Linked DNA regions of Mus musculus: region 2 is linked to region 1. The links are chromatin contacts, called in public HiChIP or PLAC-seq maps. All regions are on one chromosome and are shown on one strand. Each heading gives the region's core, a stretch centred on a gene start, on an enhancer-like site or on the middle of the called end of the contact. The rest is flanking DNA. Distances are from core to core; before and after follow the strand shown.

Evidence for each region. HiChIP or PLAC-seq counts read pairs in DNA pulled down with a chosen protein or histone mark.
Region 2: an H3K27ac HiChIP or PLAC-seq map of the NIH/3T3 cell line shows a contact between it and region 1, with 6 times the contacts expected there. The contact joins two enhancer-like sites. A contact is called at or near these places in 1 of 15 datasets of contacts at CTCF or cohesin (the NIH/3T3 cell line), 7 of 484 Hi-C or Micro-C datasets (the G1E-ER4 cell line, dorsal root ganglion neurons, embryonic fibroblasts and 4 more) and 6 of 115 datasets of contacts at active chromatin or transcription factors (the NIH/3T3 cell line, embryonic stem cells, fibro-adipogenic progenitors and 2 more).

The regions. Positions count from the first base shown.
Region 1 is chr4:58,573,493-58,578,462 of GRCm38.p6, forward strand. No RefSeq gene overlaps it. Among named protein-coding and RNA genes, the nearest start is that of Lpar1, 23 kb to the left of the region's middle. Within about 2 kb of position 2,484, at least 33 of the 459 cell types and tissues checked have an H3K27ac peak or open chromatin away from gene starts, as enhancers often do. A contact at or near this core is called in the NIH/3T3 cell line, embryonic fibroblasts, fibro-adipogenic progenitors and 1 more, where this site is marked.
Region 2 is chr4:58,747,814-58,752,783 of GRCm38.p6, forward strand. No RefSeq gene overlaps it. Among named protein-coding and RNA genes, the nearest start is that of Olfr267, 35 kb to the right of the region's middle. Within about 2 kb of position 1,873, at least 67 of the 459 cell types and tissues checked have an H3K27ac peak or open chromatin away from gene starts, as enhancers often do. A contact at or near this core is called in the NIH/3T3 cell line, embryonic fibroblasts, fibro-adipogenic progenitors and 1 more, where this site is marked.

The sequences.
Region 1 (4,970 bases), core at 1,234-3,733:
TGCTGCAGAACTCAAGGGCGGCTCAAGGAGAACACTTCTTTAACATGGCTAGGAGAAAAGCAAACCCAAGAGTTAACTTACACACTTTTTCTCCTTCATCCATGTGTTGTTATGTTGTTTTGGGGGTGCTGTTTGTTTTTGTGGTTATTATTATTGCATTGGTTGTGATTGAATCTAGGGCCTCATGCATGCTAGGCAGATGTTCTACCACTGAACTGTATCCCCAACCTTTGGTTTTACCTTCTATAGTTTTAGTTACTGCTGGATAATTATTAAATTATTAGCGATATTAATTATTTGGACAAAACTCTGCATAATAATATACTCTTAAACATTAAGGATTCAAAATAATTCATATTATTGATTATATCATACCATGATGATTACTTATTTTGTTATTAGTTATTATTTTTCACCTCTTATTGTGCCTACCTTATCAATTAAACCTTATTACAGTTGTAAATATACAGGAAAAACATCCTATGCAGTGTTTGGTATTATTAGACCACCAATGGGGGTCATGAAATATATCCCCTGTAGATAAGGGGACAATCATATTAATATAATGAATATGTAATCCATAAAACTTAGGTTTCGTATATTGACTTTCAAGATTCATTTGGTAAGAATAGCCCAGATAAACACAACGGATGACTCTTGAAGCCAATTTTGAATTCCAAACCTCTACTGCATGGAATTTTCCACCATAAACCACATAAGGAAAACTGCCTGAGTTAAGGATTAAAGCCCATTCACGCTTAGTCACCGTGGTAATTCCTTCCTGCTTCTAAGTGGCAACTACATTTCCAATCAGGTGCCAAAATCCCAAGATTTGCCACGAGCAAAGGTTGTATGTTTGAGTGCGAAGGTTAAGAAGCCATTTTAGTCACTCAAAGACAGGATTCTAAAAGCCTGTTTACCAGCACATCATTCAACCTGAGCCTCAGTTTAACTGAGTGGGAGCTCAGCACACAGACCCGCAAAAAGAGCTGCAAGGAGACCATTGTCTAGATCTGGTTGTAGTCTGAACAGTTATTGATTGATGACAGGGAGCATTACATGTCTGTCTGTCTGTCTGTCTGTCTGCCTGCCTGCCTGCCTGCCTGCCTGCCTGCCTGCCTGGCTGACTGGCTGGCTCTCTCTCTGTCTGTCTCTCTGTGTGTCTGTATGTCTCTCTGTCTGTATGTATGTGTGTCTATGTGTGTGTGTGTGTCTGTGTGTGTGTCTGTGTGTCTCTGCATGTCTGTGTGAATGTGTTTGTCTGTGTGTCTGTGTGTCTCTCTCTCTGTGTCTGTGTGTATGTGTCTGTGTATCTCTCTGTGTGTCTGTATGTATGTGTTTGTCTGTGTGTCTGTGTGTCTCTCTCTCTGTGTCTGTGTGTATGTGTCTGTGTATCTCTCTGTGTGTGTCTGTATGTATGTGTCTGTGTGTGTCCATGTGTCTTTCTCTGTGTGTCTGTGTGTATCTGTGTGTGTATCTGTGTGTGTATATGTCTGTGTGTCTGTATCTCTCCGTGTGTCTGTGTGTATGTGTGTATGTGTCTGTGTGTCTCTCTCTCTTGTCTGTGTGTATGTGTGTATGTCTGCATCTGTATATTTGTGTGTCTGTGTCTCTCCGTGTGTATGTGTCTGTGTGTGTGTGTGTGTCTGCATCTGTGTGTTTGTGTGTCTGTGTGTGCCTCTCTGTATGTGTGTATGTGTATGTCTGTGTCTGGTTGCCTGTGATTGTAGAACAAAGAACAGCTTACAAGAATTGCTTCTCTCCTTCCTCTGTGTGGATGCATGGCATTGAACTCAGGTAGTCAGGTTTGGTGGCAGAGTACCTTTAACTGCTTAGCCATTTGGCAGTAGTCTACTTTTTTTTTTATTATTGTTTATAACTTTCATTATGAGATTTTCATACAAATGTACTTTTGTGCCTTGATCATATGCATGTCTAAATACAGATCCTTCACAGGAGAATAACATGGTATTTCTGTTCTCTTTCCCCTGACCCCTAACCTCTTTGGCCCCTCCTTCTTAGAGCTCTCTGCTACCCAGCTCAGTCCTCCTTCCACTTGCATCTTCTCTCTATCTCTCTAGACTCACCAGGGAGTCTGTCTTACTTCACTTAACCTGTCTGCAGCTCTGTCCACTTTCCCACCTCTTTCCAGCTTATAGAACTCCACTGTGTACATACACGTTTCTGTATCTGTTGGCGTATGTCTAGGCTGGTTTCACATTATGACTCCATAAACATGGACGTTTCCTTTACATCATCCAAAGAAGCAAGGTTCCTGATCTAGTCCAGGTGGTATTGTTCCATCCACAGGGTGCTTACATCTCCCTACTCCCCAAAAAGACAGGGAAGAGGTGCGTCTAAGTAGACTTTCTGTCTCTGTAACAGAATTCTGCAGCACGGATAACCTCTGAGTAATGGACATTTGTCTGGCTCGCAGTTTCAAAGGCTGGGAGTCCCAGAGCACAGCACTGGCTTTGGTTGCCTCATAACATGGCAAGGAAGTGACACACAGGGATGGAAAGATTGGAGCTGAGCCCTTTATCGGGGTCCACTGACATCATGGCCAAACCCATTTGGCTAAAATTGCACAAATCTATTAGTGAGGGTGGAGCCCTTACGACCTAGTCCCTTCTTAAGGGTCCCACCTCATAATACTGTCATAACAGCAACCAAATGTCAGCCCGAGGAGAGCATAAGGCAGATAAGAAGCCTACCAAAGGGTACTTAAGGTGACCCAACAAGGCTGTGAAGGAAGACAGAGCCAGCTACTGATGCTGGGCATTCTAATTCTTCCTTTATGAGTGTACAGTCACGGGAAACTCACTGGAAGACTCTCAGCCATCAGGAAGAGGCATATTAAATTGAAAAAAATAAGAGAAAATGACCCTAGCAGGAGAACGTAATGGAGAAAACTAAGTAGCTCTTGGAAAACAATCCAACTAGTGTCTCCCGCGAGATTTAAAAGATGATTAAAAGTTGCAATACACCCTTCCATTAGAATGTATTAGCAAGCAAAAAATGGATGGTAATGATGAATTCTCATAGATTTGAAATATTATTGCTAAAAAAATTAAAACAAAATTGATAAGTGGCAAAGTGGACCCTGCAGGAAACCAAACGAATACATGCATTACCTCATGTCTCAGACAAAGTATAACCACGGCAGTGCTATGATAGGATCACATGATGGGATCATATCCAGTGTGTTAGGTAACATGGGTTGAAATCATAGCCCATTTCTCTTTGGCTATTGAACTTGTGCCGCATCAGGCATTCTTTCTAGGGTCCCATGCTAGTAGCTGATTTCCTCATTGGTAACGTGATTTAAGATTGCCATCAGTATCAAACACTGCTTTAGCATTTGCAAAACTTCTGAGTGTCTGGCACAAAACTCTCACATTTGTAGTTTCAGGACAAAAAGCAATGGAAACATCTAGAAAAGGTGTCAGGGAAACAGCACCCCCAGAGCTTCTGTGCTGCTTCCTAAACCTAGGAGAAGCCAGGGCTACACAGGCTCAAAGCGATACCCCAGCAAAGCAACAGAGCTACAAAGTAGCGCAAAGGGAGTGGCTAGGAAGATGGAAGGCTTTCCCCTTTGTATGTGCCTCACAAGAGAACCCCTTGCTCTTCACAGCAGCTCACAGTCATTTATTTGTCCCTGTCTCTTAAGACTCTCCTTTTATTTTGTTCTGCTGAGGTTTTGTAGATATTTTAGGGAGGCACTCTGAGTCTGCTTGGTGGAGACTTGCTATAGGCAGGTAGCCTTGTTATTGGCATCTAACAGTGAAAAGATACAGATGAGTTTAGGTGGCCCAACACCTCCCACAATCCTCCTCATTCTATCTCTCCAGCATTCATTTCTCTATTACCATGCAGTAAGTTGTATTCATTCGTTCAGTTAACAGTGCTACGTGCAGGTTGAGGCCAGGGCATAGCACATAGGAGGCATTCTGCTACTGACCTGCATCTCCAGTCTACATGGTGGGAATCAGGACTGACAAGAGACTTGGGCACTTAGATACCACTTTTGGCTACTTTGATCAAAGCCTTAGCGGCAACTCAGTGGTCTCTCTTTTTTTTTTTTTTTTTTTTTTTTTTTCTTTTTTTTTCTACTCTTGCCTCTGTCTGCTCTGGGACTTTCCCAGGCACACTGCATGCTGAAGCCCTTAGCAGCCCTCTGTCAATCCTCACCTCCTTTTCTCCTACTTTGTCACTTGGCTTTACTCTTCGGGCAATTTCCTTTACAAGTCTGCCTCCTGCCCTCACTGCCTCTGAGGCACAGATCCTCTCTGCTCTCAGGACTTCCCGCTAAGCCATTGGGCCATCTGCAGATGGCCTCTCCCAGCCCCCAAACCTGGGACAGCTGCTTTTCAACTCCAGTGTGTCAAGGAAAGTCCCTCTTGTTAAAAGGCAGACCTCACAGTAGCCCCCAAGAAGTGAGCAACTCTGGCAGGTCCTGAGAGCTGCTGGCATTTGACAAGCCTTCTAGGAGACTCTGATGCAATTTACCTTTAAGAAACACTGACCTAGGAAGGAAGTAACAATTAGGTAAGGCTCTTTCTTTCTGCCAATTCTTCATCTTTGAATGCTTCTGATTTTATTTTCCTTCCTTCCTTCCTTCCTTCCTTCCTTCCTTCCTTCCTTCCTTCCTTTCTTCCTTCCTTCCTTCCTTCCTTCCAACTTAATGGACCACACTGAGCGCATGTTCAAGGTTCTAGTCTTTTCACTATCCTTGTGTCTCTTCCTCCTCCTCTTCCCCTTCCTCCTCTTTCTCCCCTCCTTCTCTTTCTCCCCCTCCTCCCTTTCCTCCTCCCTCTCCTCCCTTTCCCTGCCTCATTGTTCTTCCTCTCTCCCTCCCTCTCCTTCACCCTCCTTCCCTCCTCCCTCCTCCCTCTTCCCTCTACCCTCCTTCCTTCTCCCTCTTCCCTCTTCCCTCTTCCCTCTTCCCTCTTCCCTCCTCCCTCCTCCCT
Region 2 (4,970 bases), core at 623-3,122, 170 kb after region 1:
TCTCTGAGTTTGGCTTCAACTTTGCTTAATATGTTGATCTCCAGATTCATCCATTTTCTAACAAATGACATAATTTCTCTCTTTATGGATGAATAAAGACTTCTCTACTTTTTGATGGCAAAAGAGTATCCTGTTATATAAACCATAATGACGCTTGGGTTGGATCCATGGCTGGGCTGTTGTGTGTGGTGTTATAGTTAATTTGGGTGATCAGGCATCTCTTCAACAAACTGATTTCAAATCCTTTGGAAATAGGCGCAGAAGTAGGGTTGCTGGGTTACAGCAATTATTTCTTTACTCTTCTGAGGAACCTCCCTATAGTCCTCGAAAATGACTGGACTTCACAAAGTGGTTTGTTAAGCAACATGCATTTGAAGCACTGAGAAAATATAGGTCATACTTCTGTTATTTGGTTTATTCCTTTTGTTCAAACCATTCACAAAATGAATCAAAATGCTCTTCTGGGAACCTGGTATCCAGGTCAGTGGTAGAGTACATGCTGAGCACACACGTGGTCCTAAGTTCAAATCCCAACACTACTTATTGTTTAAGTTAAAAAAAAAACATTCTAGCATGCAACATTTATTGAAAATCATTTGAATTTATTTTGCATTCTGAATAGTAAATACACTTTTCTGTTGACACCATTATGCAAGAAATGTGTTTCCGCCTCAGGGTGATCTTAGAACATTTAACTACACAACTTTTATTGCAGCTCTCGTGTGTTGATGGTATGAAATTAGACGCAATGGGAGCACAGAACAGTCCTTTAGATACTTTGCCAACTTTGTCACTTTCGTGCATTTAATCTGTGTGAAGTGACCATGTTGAAGGTATTATTACTCTCATCAGGACGGAGCTGGGAGAATCAAATGCTTTGCCCAAGACAGCCCCAGGATTTGCAAACTCTGCAGTCAGGTGCAAGCCCCTGGTAAATCTGGTCTTCAGTGCAGAGCGAACGGACCTTGGGTCAAGGTCACAAATAACAACCATATAAGCAGCAAGCCTATAGACAATATGTGTTTTTAATAAATATTATACATGAAAATTAACGAGGACACATCATTTCTAAAATATTAAGTAACATAATTGAATGAAGTGTGTATACAAATAAAATTAAGTTTAAGAATATTTTGAGGTATAGCTTAAATAATCTTGAAAGCAGTTTCAATGCTAGGTTAAATTTGTCTATAGGAGAACTCAAATCTCCCTAATTCATAGTTTACATTTTCTATGGTATGCCGTGATCCTGGACAAAGCCTTGTGGCTGATTTGATGACAAAGCTGGACAGCAGGAGACTTGGAACCCGAATCCTCCTCAGCCCAACAGAGATTGGGCCCCAGCAAGACTGCGGTCAAGGGCTGAGCAGCACTGGGGCAGGTCACAAGGCGATCCCGGAGAACTTGTTCTATGAAGAAACACGTGACATCTAGCCACGAAGCTGTTGTTCTGTAACTTTTCAGCCTCGGCTCTAACCATTCCAAAACAGGAGCGGAAGAGCGGGTTCTGACTAAGCTGCAGAGAGATGGAATTTTAACCAGCCTCCTTGGGGATATTATGAGCATCTTACAGAAGGGGTCATATCCTGTTTCTTCCTCCGGTTGCTACAACTGTGGTTTGTATATTGGCTGTATCAACTAATGTGAATTTATAACCAAAAAAGAAAAAAAAACAGCCAAGAGAAATCCATACTCTTGCAAATGTACATTTCTCCTAACAGCAGGCACTGTTTTAATTCTGGTTAGGTTTGGTTTGGTTTTCTGTTATAGAAGAAAAAAACACACATTTTCATATCCTACTGTTATCACAGAAAGTAAAATACTGACATAAAGGAGTTTCGAATTCAACATTAGTATAAAACAGCAAACACACTAAGGGCCTTAATAACTACACAGTGCCCCCTAGTGTGAATATAAAAATTAGCATGAACCCCACCAAAATAATTGATCTCTCTGTTTCTCTCTGTCTCTCTCTGTCTGTCTCTGTCTCTGTCTGTCTCTCTCTCTCTCTCTGATATGTGTTATCAGATGCCCAAGGAGGATAGATAGAAATAGGTGTCAGAGCCCCCCGGTACTGTAGTTACTTCTAGTTGATTCAGTTGATTGTAGATGACCTTCTATAAGAACAGCAAGTGCTCTTAATGATAAGCCCATCTCCCCAGCACCTATTTACTCTTTTAAATTATAGGAACATTTATTTTTGTGTCAATTGACTTATATAAAACTTTATATTTAATTTATAATAAACTTCCCATAGGGTAGATGATCAGATTCAAATGAGAAGTAATATGAAGGCATATGAATGACTAGTAAGACACTCCAAAAAACAAATACACATTTCTAAGGGGAGAAGATAAGGGGACATAAGAGAGTAAGGAGAAGGAAATTCACGTTTCTTCACATTCTGTAACCCAGCTGGTCTGAAACTCAGCATTGGGTAAAGGTGACCTTGAATCTGAGATCTCCCTGACTCCCCCTCAAGAGTGCTGGGTCTTTTTATGCAACATTGGGAACTAAACTCAGAGCCTTGTTTATGCTAAGCAAGCAATCTACAGCTGAGCTCCATCTCCAGTCAGGAAATGAGCACCTAACACCTCTGGAACATAGCTGCTTTTTAAAAAGAGAGAGGAGGGGAGGATTTTCCAAGAGTTCAGGAAATATTAACTTGCAAAATTTTCCTGAGCCAATCATTTTGTAAATTTTCTCAAAGGAGAGCTCCCGTCATCAGAGTTGACCACCCACTGGCCACAGTCTTCCATGCTCTTTGGTGTTCTAGGCATTTCATGGTGCTTCTTTCCTCCTGAATTTTATGCTGGGGTCCGGACTTTGTCTTCTTTGCTCTGACCACTGAGAAGTGCTCTCCAGTACTACAGAAATGCAGGTACTCAGCAAAGCCAAAGGACCACTTAACAACATCCTGCCAGGCTTAAAGAGTTTCCCTAGCTGGACCCAAGATGGAGGGAGTCTCTGTCATGCATTTCTGCTCTTACGTCTTTGTTCTCTTCTTGTTTCACCAAGAATCTGTGTATACATCTGTACTGGCTAGTTTTGTGTCAACTTGACACAGGCTGGAGTTATCACAGAGAAAGGAGCTTCAGTTGGGGAAATGCCTCCATGAGATCCAGCTGTAAGGCATTTTCTCAATTAGTGATCAAGGAGGGAGGTCACCTTATGGGTGGGACCATCTCTGGGCTGGTAGTCTTGGGTTCTATAAGAGAGCAGGCTGAGCAAGCCAGGGGAGGCAAGCCAGTAAAGAACATCCCTTCATGGCCTCTGCATCAGCTCCTGCTCCCTGACCTGCTTGAGTTCTAGTCCTGACTTCTTTCAGTGATGAACAGCAGTGTGGAAGTGTAACCCTTTCCTCCCCAACTTGCTTCTTGGTCATGATGTTTTGTCCAGGAATAGAAACCCTGACTAAGACAACATCTTTTCTTCTTTTCTCAAACTCACTGCCCCAGTCTGGAGAATTCTTAGACTGGTCCTCAGTTTCCCTGAATTTCACCGTGACTCTTACATGAGAGATCACTAGAACCTCAGTTATATCAGAAGAGAAACCTGGCTATGATAAAATGAAGAAAATGCTCATATTTTGCACTGGCTATAAATTAGTGCCATAACCCACTGGATACTAGTTATACCCAATTCATCTATTGCTAAGACTTAATTCTGCTGATGTCCACTATGTAACTGATTGTTTATACTTCTTTTCCTATCTTGGTATCCTCAAAAGTTCAAGCCAAGCATGATGTCACTATATGATGTCACCTATATTCTCAGCACTGGAAAGGCTGAGGGAGGAGAATGATGAGTTCAAGAACTAACTTGCACAGTGAGACCCTATCTCAAATAAAAATTTTGATGACTCCTTGTATGTACTGATATTTTTTCAAAAACCAGCCACACTTGATTGTCGTATACGATATTTCATTTTCTAAAATTGAGAGGAGAAGAGCAATAATATTTTACCTTAATAAAATTAACTTTTACTTATATGTGTATGTGTTCCCTATAGTAAGACTATACAGGACAGCACTGAAAGGCATTCAACAGTTCTCAAGCCAACACAATGGTTTTATATTAAAAAAAAAAAATCCCTGCCACTCAGAGGTTAAGGCAAGGGGATCGCTTTGAGTTTAAAGCTAGTCTGACCTACAAAGCAGTATGAGACCCTGTCTCAAGAAAACAAGCAAAAGAAAACCAAACAAACGCTTGCATGTTTTGAATAAGTAAGACTTCTTGAAGCTGTTGTGCTTTCAGGGCTGGCTTTAGCAAAAGCAACAAGAATTAACACTTTGTTTTTGTTCCACTGGAGTAAACATGTGGAGAGATTCTAGACAGAAAGAACAAAGCTGTCACCCAAACATGGAAACACTGAGTAAGTAAGCATTACAGCTCAACTATTGGGCAAGTGGGCTTGCTCCAGAGGCATGGAAAACAACCTTAACACAGACTCAGTGTCAGATGGGGTAGCGTGAGCCACTTTCTGAGATACAACATCTTAAATTTATTCTAGATGGTGGTCTGGCATCATGGCACATGTCTATCATTCCAGAATTGGAGAGGCTGAAGCAGGAAGATCAGAAATTCAAGGCCAACTTGAGGTTACACCACAAGCCCTTGTCTCAAAAAATAAAACAAGTAACAAAAAAGATGCAGTTGCATATTTATTCAGTTAGGGAAACATCAGGTTATGAGAAAAGATGAAACACTTGTATGTGAAACACTTTATTTTATTTATAACTATCCTATTCCTAAGAGAGGGTCCTTCAAGCCCTCCTTCACCCTTTAACTTCACAACCCACCCACTGGCAGATTTCTGCTGGAATGTGGGAACTGTTAGGACTCAAAGAAACCCAGGACAATTTACTAAGTAAAGTACATATTTAACATATAAAAGTGCATGCTGCTACCTGAAAGCCTTTCTCCTAAGGGCTGGGCTTCCACTTCCCACCCCAAGCCTGAACACTATA